Linked DNA regions of Mus musculus: region 1 is linked to region 2. The links are chromatin contacts, called in public Hi-C maps. All regions are on one chromosome and are shown on one strand. Each heading gives the region's core, a stretch centred on a gene start, on an enhancer-like site or on the middle of the called end of the contact. The rest is flanking DNA. Distances are from core to core; before and after follow the strand shown. Region 1 holds the start of Zfp639 (zinc finger protein 639). Region 2 overlaps Kcnmb2 (potassium large conductance calcium-activated channel, subfamily M, beta member 2).

The links. Hi-C and Micro-C count contacts between places; a contact is called where the count stands out from the background.
Region 1: a Hi-C map of cortical neurons shows a contact between it and region 2, with 4 times the contacts expected there. The contact joins the promoter of Zfp639 here to the enhancer-like site in region 2. A contact is called at or near these places in 1 of 39 promoter capture datasets (neural stem cells) and 1 of 484 Hi-C or Micro-C datasets (cortical neurons).

Annotation. Positions count from the first base shown.
Region 1 is chr3:32,509,309-32,512,008 of GRCm38.p6, forward strand. Zfp639 (zinc finger protein 639) reads left to right here and starts at 1,284. Exons shown (of 7, transcript NM_144519.4): 1 at 1,284-1,424.
Region 2 is chr3:32,052,746-32,055,445 of GRCm38.p6, forward strand. The region is part of intron 2 of Kcnmb2 (potassium large conductance calcium-activated channel, subfamily M, beta member 2); the gene reads left to right. Among named protein-coding and RNA genes, the nearest start is that of Kcnmb2, 150 kb to the left of the region's middle. Within about 2 kb of position 1,291, at least 8 of the 459 cell types and tissues checked have an H3K27ac peak or open chromatin away from gene starts, as enhancers often do. A contact at or near this core is called in cortical neurons, where this site is marked.

The sequences.
Region 1 (2,700 bases), core at 34-2,533, 460 kb after region 2:
GTACAATTAGTTGAACCTTAAGGGCTTTAGTTACAAAACCGAGAAACACTCACAAATTGTACTGAAACCTCTTTAACTCTCACCCAGATTAGGGGGTTGGGGTGGGGCAGCTCAGTGGATGAGAGCTAGGATTATATTTAAAAATGTTTTAAAATATATATATTTTATTTTTATCTGTATGAGTGTTTTGCCTGAATGTATGTCTGTGCACCACTTGTGTTCCTGGCGCCCATGGAAGCCAGAAGGCTTCAGGCGACCTAGAACTGGATTTACACGTGAGCTCAGACGTGAACCTCATTGTGGGTGTTGGGAATAAAACCTGAATCCCCTAGTGGAAGAGCCAGTTTTCTTAACAGCTGAGCCATCTCTCCAGCCCCTGGACTCCATTCTTAACACTGAAGGAGGAGCGAGAAAGAAAACACACAGCCGCACTCTGGACTGTTGCTTGTAACGCTGAGGGCTCACACCTCAGCACTCACCCTGCCAAGCACAGACAACCACCGAAATCTACTGTCAGCCCGAGGGATAATTCAAAAACAATGTTCACAGTTATTTATGCTCATCTAATTTAATCCTTTGCTTATTGACGGTCAAGGTACGAAAAGGATTTAAATGACAGAATGCAATCCTTTGTGATAACCTCGGTTCACTCCATCAGGTCTTCTTTTTAGGATTTATTTATTTTTGTATTTAGGTGGGGGGATGGGGAGGTGTGTATGCCTGCGGAGGCTTCACATCCCTTGCTGTTGAGTTACAGTAAAGGCGTTTGTGAACTATCATGTGCATGCTTTCTCTAGAAGAGAAATAAAACTCTCTTAACTGGGGGGAGCCATTTTTTCAGCTCTCCCTTCTCTAACTCCACCTCCAATCTCCCAAGACTTCAAGAACCCAGGGTGTGGTCTGAGGACCCATCTCGAGTCACATCGCGTTTTTTCTCGGCCCTGGACTTATCTAGCCCGGATGTTGGGATTTGAGGACAACCACCATGCGTGAAACACTAATGATCCTGAAGACCCTGAGGATCGATCACTGCGGCCTTCCAGGAAACCGATGAGTGGGACAGCGCTGACCTCAGGGGGGAAGGTGGCACGGCCCGGATGTGCCCGTAGGGGACGCTAGACAGCACTGCTAGTCTCTCCTTGTCCTGCTGTTAGGCCCCGCCCTTAGCATGAAGCCACGCCCCCTCCATGCTCAGGCCACGCCCTCATCCTTAGGGTTCCCGCCCCCCGTCCCCCATCTTTACTCTCGCGGCCCGCTGTGGCGCATGCGCGGGGTGACGGGGTGAGTGCTGCTGGGCCTGGCGGGCAGGGAAGGGCAGGGCCGGGGAGGGCGCGGGCGGCTGGGCAGGGCGCGGGCGGTGGCCCGGCAGCCCCCTCCGTCCCATCATCCGGGCGTGTCTCGCCGGAGCTGCGCTGCTACGTGAGGTGAGGGCCGGCCTCCGGGGCCTGCGTGCCAAGCGAGGGCCGCGGGGCGAGCGGGGCCTGCCCGGCCCGGTGCGTGTCGGCCGCTCGGGTGGACTCGGCGGCGGGGGGGCCTATGCCGGCCTGCAGGAGGCTGCTCCCGCGGGAGACGCTGGAGTCCAGCGGGGACCCGGCCCTGAGTCCTCACGGACAGAGGCTCCCAGGAGAGGCCAATCAGACCAGCGCTCTTCGAATTCCTGTAATCTGTGACAGGGACTTGTGTAGCCTAGGCTAGCCGGAAAGGCGTGTGCCACCACGCCGGGCTTCAATTAGAACGGGAAAATTCTCTTTCTGTTTGAAAATGTACGTGCTTATTGCGTGTATGCATGCGCACGTGTGCCATGGCGCAAGTGTAGAGGTCAGAGGACAACTTTCCAAGAGGCTGTTCTTCCCACCTTGCGGGTTCCAGGGAAGACACCCAGGTCGTCTGGCTTAGCTGTAAGCGCCTTCTGAGCCCTGGAAATATTTTTTGTTTGTTTGTTTTAATGGAGGTGAAAAAATAAAGTGTTATAAACGTCTTCAAAACGCAACGACCCAGTCTCAAAAAATTCGGTGCTGGGTGCTGGAGAGAACACCCAGTTGGAGTAGGTTCATGATTGCCTCCAGATCAGACACCATCTCGGACTACACATGCGCGCGAAAACAGCCTTTTAAAAATATGTCTTGGTGCGGGGCAGTGGTGGCGCACACCTTTAAACCCAGCACTTGGGAGGCAGAGGCAGACGGATTTCTGAGTTCAAGGCCAGCCTGATCTACAGAGTGAGTTCCAGGACAGCTGGGCTACACAGAGAAACTCTGTCTCGAAAAAAACAAACAAAAAAAGTGTCTAGGCATTGTGTGAAGACATCCGAGGTTTCATGAGAAACCTTTGAAAAGGTTTGTCTATGGGAAGCACTATTAAGTGTTGTGAAGGTTCCAGGTGCCAAGATGCCTCTGTGTGGGTGATGTGTTTGTTTTGTTTTTAGGACACAAGAGACTTTATGTGTAATCTTGCCTCAGCCTCCTGAGTGCTGGGATGTCAGCTGTGAGCCACTGAGCTCTGCTGTTGATGTGGAAGAGGGCAGTTGGGCCTTTTTAAAATGGGATTTTTTTTTCTGTCTTCAATGTTATCTCAAAAAGTGGAGAGCAAGCCAGTAGTGTTGTATGCCTTTAACAACAAATTGCCTAACCCCAAACATAAATATAAATTCAGAATTAGCACATCCCGTCTATTAATTTTTTTTTCAAACACTATGTACTT
Region 2 (2,700 bases), core at 41-2,540:
GATCTTGCCTCATGGGGCTCCTGGTTGAAAGGAAGCTTAGACACCATCTGCTCAGACCAACTTGCAATCCAAACATAGAAGCCTCTCGGAAAATGTTCTGGTGCCTCCCTGTCTCCTGGCCAGTAAGCCTTTGACTTCACAGAATGTTTTCATGTTCATAATCTCACCTAATCTTCTAGATAATTCTGTGCAGATATAACGAGAAAAATAAAACCCTACATTAACTGTTCAGAAACACAGAACCAATTAAACTAGCTGACATAATTTAACACTGCGTTTTAGTTTTTATTTAGTATTGATTTTCCGTGAACTAATTTCACATCACCATCTAAAATATCAACTTCCCTTAATGTTCTATTTTAAACTTAAACTCTTAATAAATAGGTGAGTATGTCCAAAGTGTGGACGTCATACTAACACATCATGGGAGCCTACAATCTATCATGTTGCCTCTCCTTACAGAACACAGCATTCTAAATCCCCTGCCTGTGTTGTGGAGAAGAGACCCTAAAAGACGCAGTCAGCAAATGGCCCTTGAGATGCAACAGCTCAGCTCTTGCCACTCACTAACCACACCCTCACCATGAGGAGAGGGGTCAGGAGAGAGGAAAGTTCACTGTATAAACATGAGGACCTGAGTTCCATCCCCAGCAACCAAGTTGTGCCTGTTAGCATCAGTCCTGATGGCAGGGCCAGAGACAAGAGGATTGCTGGGGTTTCAAGACAGACAGCCCTGTCTGAAACTATGAGTTCCAGGTTCAGTCAGAGATTCTGTCTCAAGAACGTAGGGCAGAGAGCAATAAAGCAAGACAGCAACAGTCTCCTACACAGTCTACACATCAAACACACACACACACACACACGCACGCACGCACGCATGCACGCGCACCACAACAGAAAAAAAAAGTGGGAGAGAAGGAAAAGATGGAAGAAAAGGGAGAGGGAAAATTATTCTTGTATTGAAATACTCTAAAATCAGGTTCTTAAAGCACAGCATTTGCCTAGCTGAATGTGACACTGAGCCCTGGCTAACCTACATAGCAAGAGCTGAAGGCCCTCCCCGCAGGAATTCTCTGGGGCAACCAATCTAAGCTGACTTAGTGCTGTTTGCATTCTATGTGTGTTTTTCAAAGCAAAAAATAGATTTCATCTGATGGTTTTTCTTTGAAATTCCAATAGCATTCACTTCTATATAAATGTCAGTGCTAAAAATTGTTAGCCATGGCATATGAAGTCCCTCTGAGACTTCACTATCATGTCCCCATCTTCTAGAGAAGCAGATGGAGTTGGTGCGTGCATTTTACACCGAAGAGTGTCTAACGCCTGGTTCCAAGTGCACAAGTACGTTCTCCTTCCTTTAATCCTGCCTCAGCAGCTTCATCCTGGCTGTTTCCTTTATCAGCAACATACAGATTATAAGTAGCCATGTGCTAATTTTGTAAGATAACCATATATCTTCCTTCCAAGGACAAGATCAGACAGCTGGGACAAGAGGATAGGAACTGGTTCATCACACAGACCACTAGTTCCATTAAAGTTGTCACATGATGAGAGAAAATGTGAAAATGCAGCAGGATAAGAAGGAAGGGGGGAACGAGGAAGATGAAATGAGAAAGAAGCAGGGGAAGGGGGACTGAACAGCTGTAGTGATAACAGTTTTCCAGCTACCGGACACTTTAGACTCGCCATAGGCCTTGAATGCGTGGCTACACTTACGCTTCCGTGGGTGAGCACATATTGACTCTTCCGGAAGAAGCATTATTGCTGTAGAGCCAAGTCCTCTCAAAACTCTGAGTGACTCAACTCAGTGATCTCAAATATTGATCATGAGATCTTGACAAACGGGCATCTATCCACACAATTCTAAAAGCTTTGAGCTAAAAGAAAATCCACAGGGGGCATGTCTAAGGTGAATTACTTAGACAATAAAAGAAATACCTTTCTTTAGAGACCAGTGAACACAAGCTTGGGACACAGAAGGAAGTTTCTTGAGACTATAAAACTGTTATTCGAAATATGTGGCTTCAGCAGTGGATAAAGGGTTTGTGTTTGCATAATTGTATTTTGTCCTGTCCATCCTTCATAGATTACAGTCTGGTTTCAAGAATGGCATGCCCTATGTTTAATTTGCACTATAATTTAATTTATGCTCCCAAAATGAATGTTCCATGATAGTTCCCTGAGTCATGGTAGTTCCCAGAGAGACAGATCATCTTGTAAAAGACAAATTCTACTTTGTTATGTGATAATTGTAAAATATCCCAGACACCATTCTGTCTTAGTTGGGGTTTCTATTCCTGCACAAACATCATGACCTAGAAGCAAGCTGGGGAGGAAAGGGTTTATTCAGCTTACACTTCCATACTGCTGTTCATCACCAAGGAAGTCAGGACTGGAACTCAAGCAAGTCAGAAAGCAGGAGCTGATGCAGAGGCCGTGGAGGGATGTTCATTACTGGCTTGCTTCACTAGCTTGCTTTCTTATAGAACCCAAGACTACCAGCCCAGAGATGGTCCCACCCACAAGGGGCCCTTCCCCCTTGATCACTAATTGAGAAAATGCCTTACAGCTGGATCTCATGGAGGCATTTCTTCAACTGAAGCTCCTTTCTCTGTGATAACTCCAGCTGTGTCAAGTTGACACAAAACCAGCCAGTACACCATTCCTATATGTATTCTGTGTGCAGTGGCACATCACAGG